Regions from separate parts of the Mus musculus genome. Here all the other regions are linked to region 1. Evidence: chromatin contacts called from public HiChIP or PLAC-seq data. All regions are on one chromosome and are shown on one strand. Each heading gives the region's core, a stretch centred on a gene start, on an enhancer-like site or on the middle of the called end of the contact. The rest is flanking DNA. Distances are from core to core; before and after follow the strand shown. Region 1 overlaps Usp2 (ubiquitin specific peptidase 2). Region 2 has its middle 8.2 kb from the start of Gm22540. Region 3 has its middle 25 kb from the start of Ddx6.

Region 1 (2,700 bases), core at 167-2,666:
GTGTGTATGTATGTGTATATATGTGTGTGTATGTGTGTGTGTATATGTGTGTGTGTGTGTGTGTGTGTGTGTGCATGCTTATGAGTGCCCAAGGAGGTCATAGGAGGGAAACCAAGCTCTGGTCCTCTGTAAGCAAGTGAGCACTTTTGTGGTGCACACCCGTGGTCCCACCTTAAGGTTGGAAGATCAGGAATTCAAGGCCAGCCTAGGCTACATGAGACTGTCTCAAAAACAACAAAAAACAAAACAAAACAAAGCAAAACAAAAAACTAAAACCAAGACAACCCGCCAAGCCAAGCACCTCACAGATCAACAACCAATGAACAAATAAGATGGAGCACTGAAACTGGAGTCAGACATGAGGCTGTATACTCTGATCCCAACACCTGGGAGGCCGAAGCAAGAGAATCACTCGCATGGCTCCAACCAGGGTTACACAGGAAGGCTGTGTTTCAACAACAGATTCTGAAACTTGAGCCCCAACCAAGAACAGGCAAAGAAAGAAAACTAGAGGAGTGGGGGTGCATCTACAACACAACACCAGTCCAGCCTGGTGGAACGGAAGAGCTGAGAAGGGGAGCGGGGCCACGCCCACACGGGCTCCTCACCTTCCATGAGGGCCGTGTGAGCGCTGCTGGTGTGGCCGAGGTCCCGCATGTACAGCCTCTGGAGGCAGTAATCTCTCAGCTCTCGGGTGTTGCTCAGGCACTGAAGAATTGAGTTCATGAAGCACTAGGAGAGATCATCTAGCAATTAGTGGGCGTGCACAGCTCTGGGGTTTTCATAAGCATGTATTCCCGGCTCATGGCACTACTGCGATGTGGTAGCAACCTCAAGAGATGGGGCCCAGTGGGAGGCTTTCAGGTATTGGGGGCTTGCCCGGCAGAGGCCTGTAGGACTCCACTCTCTTCCCCCACTGCCCCCTCCCCCCCCACTTTGTATCCTGGCCATGAAGTGAATGGTTTTGCTTTGCTGTACCTGTGCCTTCTGCCTTGTCACAAGCCCAAAGCAACAGAGCCAGTAAGCAAGCCCAACACACCATCTTTATTAGGTTGATTTCTCTCATGTATCTATCGTGGGGGAAAGCTAACTAACAACACTGTGATGTGATGGGGTAGTGCCCCTTACCCAGCACTTCTGTTACCTAAAGGTTCTCTCTCTCTCTTCTACCCAAAATGAACTCTCTCACAGCTCCAGGCTCCTCCTTCCTGAGTGAAGGCAGGGCCGAGTGAGGCAAGTATGGGGGAAGGCCCTGTAATTGGCTCCTTCCTACTGAGGTGTACAAAGGGGTGTGGGCACACTGGTCAGCAGTGGGTGGGAAGTGACAGGAATCAGGAGGAAGATCCAGGAGAGCAGCAGGCTCGAAGTGACAAGGGCAACTTCCTTTTAGCAGTGCTTCCTGCTGGGGGCGGGTGAGACAGAGCCCCACAATTCACTGAAACCCCAGCCAGGAAGGGCAGGTGCTGATTGCCCTATAGGATAGGAAGCTAGCTGGAGCCAGGAGGGGACTCTGTAAAACTATCCCATTCAAGAGAGGAGGGAAGGGCTTCAGGGAAGAGGTGAGTTGGGAGGAACTTACCGTGTTCCCAAGGTTTCGAAGACCAGCCAGACCCTGGGCACTCTTTGAATTCTGTAAGTGAAGAACAGGTCACATGAGGGCGAGGGACAGCCCGGCGTCTGTACTAGTTCTCGCCCAACACTTCCTTCCCTTCCCCAGCAGACTTCTCTTTTCAGCCTCTGTCTGGGTCTTGGAGAGCAGGGAGGAATGCCTATTTTCATCACGCAGACTGCTCTCCGGGACTTTGCTCTTTTATGTACTTCCCTATCATTTTGCTCTTTTGAGACAGGGTCTCACTAGGTAGCCTAGTGAACGGATGGTGACCCTCCTGCCTCTGCCTCCCGAGTGTTGGGATTACAGGTATAAGCTACTACTACACCAGCTTTTCTATCTTTATTTTCTGCTACAGTGGAGACTAGAGGCTAGGGATTCATAATTTCAGGAATTTACTCAATTCCTCGTTAAATGAAATTGAAAGTTCAGCTCAGGCATGGTAATGAAAGCCTGCAATCCCAGCACCTGGAAACAGAGGCAGGAGAATTAGGAATTTGATCAAGGCCAGCCTCAGCTACATACATAGTGAACCCAAAGGCTAGCCTGAGCTATATGAAACAACAAAAACAGGGTTCATAGCTCAAATCCAGGCACTATTTCAAATGACCTATATTTATATTACATGTTCAATATATAAAGGGACCATCATAATTGGCATGTTAAGAAATTGAAATGACAAACCACTCTAATTGAGTTTCGATCTTCAGCTGGGGAAAACTCAAGCTGCCTGCCTGTCTGAATTGCCAGAGACAGGTGGAATTCCTTCCAGCTGAACTCAGCTTCTAAAGGGCTGAGCCAAGGCGGGAGGATCCTCCCAGCCCGGCTCGTCTCGGGTTTCAACATCCCTACTGGCCACTGCCCCAAGCTGAGGAAGCACCTGGCTGAAGGTGCCGCTCATGTCTCTACTGTGGAGGCTGGTGAGGGGGTTGGAGAGAGAACAGGTGTGAGATTGCAGGCTCTCGGTGTTATTTGTCAAGGTCTCTTAGCTAATCCTGGGCACACCTCCTAGGGATCAGAAACCCTTCAGGCTCAAAGGGTTAAAGCGGTTGAGTTTGGGGATGAGTCTGCCACCCCCTCTTGGAAAGGGG
Region 2 (2,700 bases), core at 40-2,539, 380 kb before region 1:
CTTAATTGAAATTTGAAGAGTAAGAAATCAGAACCGGCTCGGCTTGGGGATTGTGACCCATACTGGTGCTCGCTGAAAGGCATTGCTGAGTGTCTCCAAGGGTGAGCCAGGGAGACTATCCTGCAGAACACCCTCAAAAGAAGATTGAATTGACTGAGCACTGGAACAGAAACTGTGCCATGCTGCTGCCCTGCCCCCCATGTCCTTCCTTCAGGTCAGAGTGCAATCAGCTTAAGGCGGTACCCTCCACCCACACACCAGGGCAGCAGACCTCTACCCAGAACCCACTGGGATCCAAACTCTGTTCCGCTGAGACGCTCCTCTCTGTCCAGGAGGGACACAAGTTCTTGCCTGCCCAACAGACCCCAGTTTTCGGCTTGAGAAGGGAGGGGTGAGAAAGAGTCCCTAGAAACAGATCTGAACAGGGGAAGGACAGAGGGACCTGGGGGAACTGAGAGGGGAAACAGGTGAGCACCTTGCACCCTTAGAAGAGCAGACCAACTGAGGATGAGAAAAGAGAGATTGAATTGGGAGGGGGGCAGAAAAAAGATTTGCTGAGAAGCTGATGAAGTGCAACTGAGAAAACTGTTGCCATGGTGACAGGTCCAGAGGAGGGAATAGGAATATAAATCGGATTATGAATTTTAGGGATCTGGTATGTGCTGGAGTGGGGACTGAAACCCCAAAGGCAGTTCTCCCATTACTGGGCCTTCTTACTCGACTTCCTTCAGCCTGTGAGGAATACCTATCCAGCTGTCACACCCAGGCCAGAAAAGCAGCAACTGCAGAGGGCTCTGTGTTCTAGCATGGAGGGAGACAGACTACACCTGCATTCTTACCTCAAGGGTTCCTGGCCTCTTGCAGCACCCATCTTCTTTCAGAGCCCCCAAAGGACCCCAAACGAGTTCAGAGGAGATGAGCTTATTCTAAGCATCTACTACTTGCCAGGCACCGTGTTAGGCTCTCTGAACCTCCTATTCTTTCGCATCACCCCTGACCTGTAAAGTGGAGATTACAACTGCTATTCACAACCTGAGTTCAAGGTCAGGGCTGGACCCTCTGCTCCAGCTCATTCGTCCCCTTCCCAGCCCTCTGCTTACCTCAGGAGCCTGCTTCCTGACCTCCAGGCTTTCCCTTTACCCTGAAGGCGGGTCGCACCCTTGGGAGCTGATCAAAGGGCACACTACTTGGAACTGGCTGCCTTCATTTTTTTATGCCATAGACAGAGGCTCAGGGTTCAGAGCTCCGTGGGAGGCTCAGGGCTACTATTCGGGCTGGCTTGGGGAAGTGGAGAGGAAGGGACTGGGTTCAGAAACTCCTGGAGCAGGAAGAGGGTGCGGCAAGCACAAGCCAGGCTGTCTCTAGCAGTCGTGAGAACTCAAAGCTTGAACCAGGGCACCTAAGGAACCAGGGAAGCAGCAGGCTCTGGTGTGTCAGTAAGAGTGACCAGGGGGTGGTGTGTGCCTGCAGATCCCTCTGCAAGAAGTGGTGGCAGGGACAAAGCAAGGGGGAGAGACAACTTCCCCTATCCCTATCCCTTGGGCTTCTGTACAAATAACAGCTTTGCAAAGGGCACCAGTAGCCGATGTGCACGTCAAGCAAGCAAGGTCTGGGGATGCAGAAAGCCAGCTTCAGGTTTGTGGCCTGGGCAGCCATGCCAAAACCACCCATCAGCTTCAGGAGGCTGGGAAAGGAATCAAAGCATTACTGACCTCTTCCCATGACTCTCTGCTCTTCTTCCTGGTGGTAACCTTGGCTATCACAGCTATAGGTGGGCTTGGGCTACACCCCAACTGGAAAGTCCCTATTGGTGGTGGTGAGAGCTCAGAAACTGCTAGACCTCAAGAGGAATTAAAAACGGCCATTCTTGGGTCCCTAGGCCACTTGGCTGGAGATGGAGTCCTACTGTTCTTTGGCTATGATCTAGGATCTGCTTCCTTTTGGTAAGGCACTCAGGCCTTCTCTATACTCCATTCACATCCCAGGAAGGCTCCCGAATCTCCTTCCCTGTGCCCATCAGAGGTGCCGTCTTCCTTACTTTTCTATTGCTGTGAAGAGACACCTTGATCAAGGCAACTTATAAAAGAAAGCATTCAATTAGGGACTTGCTTACAGCTTAGGCTTTTGAAAACTCAAAGCCCACTCCCAGGTACGTACCTCTTCCAACAATGTCACACCTCTTAATCCTTCCCAGACAGTTCCACCAACTGAGGACCAAACATTCAAATATATGAGTGTATGGGGACCATTCTCATTCAAAGGACCACAGGGACTTAGAGAATCTTAGAAACTATATGACAGGGCTTAGGAGGGAAGACCCCACTCTGAGCTTCCTCTGATCCTGTCCTCCCCAGGCTGTCTGGCCTCTTGGACTTTAGGGAGCCCTAGGCCCATCTCCATACAGACATTTCCTCTTCAGTATCCTCTTGTCCATGCTAGTCCTTCTTGTTTACATGTCTCCCAGTACAAGCTGTCGTCTTGCGCTACCAGGGATCGAACCTAGGACAATATGCACGTTAGGCCAATAAACGCTCAATCAGTGAGCCACAGCCTCAGCCCGAAGAGCTCCCCGATGGCTTCGCCTTGCCAAAGCCAGGAGCAGATTTCAAATCTCTCTGCTTCCCCTGCTGCTGTGGCTGCCCCAAGTCCTCTCTGCAGGCTTTCTTCTTTGAGCACCAGGGAGAGCAATCCCTCCCGCTC
Region 3 (2,700 bases), core at 117-2,616, 490 kb before region 1:
GTCCTTTGTAAGAGCAACAAGTGCCCTAACCAGAGCCATCATCTCTCATGATTGGTACACCTATTTTTAGAAGATTTGTTGTTATCTTTAATCATGTGCATGTGTGTATGCTGGGCGGTATCAGCTCCTCATGGACCTGAATTACAGACAGTTGGGAATCGCCACCCGCATATGGGTGCTGGGAACTAAATCTGGGTCCCCTGGAAGAGCAGTGTGTGCCTTCAACCACTATAGTGAGCATGAAGGTAGGTGCGTGTAGTTAGTATAACAAAAGTTATATTTTATTATGCTGAGGGTTCACACTCTGAACTCCTAACTAATGGTTTGAAGCCTATCTCCCCAAGGCTACTCACCGGTACGAGTTATCTTAGCTGAAGGTCAGGTCCAGTCTTTAACAGAAGTCTAAAGTCTCTAAGTCTTTGATTTGAGGGTCAGGACCCTGTTTGAGATTCTGTAGCCACAGGGTAGATCAAGGTGGCGTCTCTCTAGATGTGTAGAGCAGAATATTGCTCTCGATCTCTGCTTATATACTGTTGAATGGGTGTCACGGGTTCCAGGACTGTGTCTGGTTATCTTGGGTGAAGGATATCCCTGGGTTCTGGTTATCGGGTGCAGCCTTGGGTGGAGTGTTGGATCTTGTCTAAGCTATTTTTAGATGTCTGAAAGGCATTTTGTTTTTTACTACGTTCATTATCATTTCCCCAGCCCCTGCAATGCTTTTACATTCCCTGAAGAGGTTGAGAACTATTTCTGAGCCAGACATGGTGGAGTTCCCCTTTAATCCCAGTACCTGAGAGGTGGAGGCAGCCAGAACTCTGTAAGCTTGAGGCCAACCTGGTCTACGTAGTGAGTACAACTGGGACTACACAGAGAATCCATGTCTCAAGGGAAAAGAAAAAAGGGAGAAGAAGGAGGAGGAGGATGAGAGGGAGGAGGAGGGGGGAGGGGGAGGGGAAGGGAGGAGAAAGGGAAGGGGGAAGGGGGAAGAAGAAGAAGAAGAAGAAGAAGAAGAAGAAGAAGAAGAAGAAGAAGAAGAAGAAGAAGAAAGAAGAGGAGGAGGAGGAGGGGAAGGAGGAGAAGGAGAAGAGGAAGAGGAAGAGGAAGAAGAAGAAGTCTCTCTGAATAAAGGATATTTTTATTTCTGGGAGCAGATGTTTGTCAACATGGAGAATTCATTCTTCCTTCTTGTTGGGCTTTTACTTCCACTTTTGAGAGCCTGCCTGGATCAGAGAGCTGCAAGTCACAGCTGCTTCATTGCTGACATCAACACATCACTCTCAACTCCCGTTGAACTGCAGTCTCCTAATAGGGGATTTCGTATTTTCCCTTGGCCCCTCCCCCTTTTGGCGGCCCCTCCTCCTACACGCTACCACTAGGTTGCTTCCTGGTTCTCCTTTGCCTACAGAAAGCCCACACTACTGTTTGTTTTGCTTGAGATGGTGTCCCCCTTTTGGTAAGCTGGTCTTGATGTCATCGGCAAAAGTGCCCCTTGAGGAACTGGAATCACGTGTTTGCAGCACTGTGCCTGCCAGACTGCCAGGGACCACACAACTGAAGTACTTTTGGGACCCTCCCCGGTCTTTATATTTGTTTATTTACATTTTATTTATATTTGTTTATTTATCTTTATGTTTGTTTACTTACGTACTGCTTTTTTTTTTTTTGAGGGGCAGGGTATAAAACAGGGTCTTTTATATCCCAAGCTGGCTTCAGACGCTTTGTGTAGCTAAAATCACCCTGACCTCATCCTCCTGTCTCTGTCTCCCACATCACAGACCTGGTTTATTGGGTGCTGGGGATCAAACCTAGGACCACATGCCTTGTATGCAAGTGCTCTCCCAACCCAGCCCCAGGTCCAGCCCTGTAAAGTTAATGTCCTCACTCCCCACCAGAGTCTTCACTATTCTTTTCTATCTCTGCATCCTCAAGAACAGAGAGCAAGACTGCATCCACGAAGCTCCCGTAGAGCTGTGGACACGTCTGTTTCCCACGAGGAAGGAGTTTCCATCACAGCAGCTGCCTAGGGGAGGGAGCGTTAAAGATTTTGCTCTTCCATCCTTCTCCTGACTTCCAATTGACTGATTTGTTCAAAACTCTAAAAATATTTATTAAGGAGAAAGACGTACATGATCTGAAGAGAACCCAAAGTATAATCAAAGTATTTGCTGCCTGATGATGCCACACTAGACAAATGTGCCTAAGTCATTTTCCTGTTGTAATAATTATGACATGTGGTGTTGGAGCAATGGCCCAGTTGGCTTGCTTTACACTCATAAAGACCTGAATTTGGTGCTGGTGAGATAGCTCAGTGGGTAAGAGCACTCGACTGCTCTTCCAAAGGTCCGAAGTTCAAATCCCAGCAACCACATGGTGGCTCACAACCATCCATAATGAGATCTGACTCCCTCTTCTGGAGTGTCTGAAGACAGCTACAGTGTACTTACATATAATAAAAATAAATAAATCTTAAAAAAAAAAAAAGACCTGAATTTGATTCCTGAGGCCCACATAGAAGGCTAGACATTATGTCATGACCTTAGCCAGCCAGCACAGCCCAACTGTGAGCCCCAGGTCCCTCTGAGAGACTCTGTCTCAAAAAACAAGATGCAGGACGGCAAGAAAGCTCAGCAGAGGCTGGGCGTGGTGGCGCATGCCTTTCATCCCAGCACTTGGGAGGCAGAGGCAGGCGGATCTCTGAGT

What was found. HiChIP or PLAC-seq counts read pairs in DNA pulled down with a chosen protein or histone mark.
Region 2: a contact with region 1 is called in an H3K4me3 HiChIP or PLAC-seq map of bone marrow-derived macrophages, with 4 times the contacts expected there. The contact joins two enhancer-like sites. A contact is called at or near these places in 2 of 39 promoter capture datasets (the HPC-7 cell line and pre-B cells), 2 of 115 datasets of contacts at active chromatin or transcription factors (bone marrow-derived macrophages and extraembryonic endoderm stem cells) and 2 of 9 other capture datasets (adipose tissue and pancreatic islet).
Region 3: a contact with region 1 is called in an H3K27ac HiChIP or PLAC-seq map of microglia, with 4 times the contacts expected there. The contact joins two enhancer-like sites.

The regions. Positions count from the first base shown.
Region 1 is chr9:44,088,062-44,090,761 of GRCm38.p6, reverse strand. It overlaps Usp2 (ubiquitin specific peptidase 2), which reads right to left. Exons shown (of 13, transcript NM_198092.2): 3 at 1,580-1,630; 4 at 609-732. Among named protein-coding and RNA genes, the nearest start is that of Gm39325, 4.4 kb to the right of the region's middle. Within about 2 kb of position 1,416, at least 73 of the 459 cell types and tissues checked have an H3K27ac peak or open chromatin away from gene starts, as enhancers often do. A contact at or near this core is called in bone marrow-derived macrophages and microglia, where this site is marked.
Region 2 is chr9:44,466,915-44,469,614 of GRCm38.p6, reverse strand. No RefSeq gene overlaps it. Among named protein-coding and RNA genes, the nearest start is that of Gm22540, 8.2 kb to the left of the region's middle. Within about 2 kb of position 1,289, at least 15 of the 459 cell types and tissues checked have an H3K27ac peak or open chromatin away from gene starts, as enhancers often do. A contact at or near this core is called in bone marrow-derived macrophages, where this site is marked.
Region 3 is chr9:44,578,202-44,580,901 of GRCm38.p6, reverse strand. No RefSeq gene overlaps it. Among named protein-coding and RNA genes, the nearest start is that of Ddx6, 25 kb to the left of the region's middle. Within about 2 kb of position 1,366, at least 73 of the 459 cell types and tissues checked have an H3K27ac peak or open chromatin away from gene starts, as enhancers often do. A contact at or near this core is called in microglia, where this site is marked.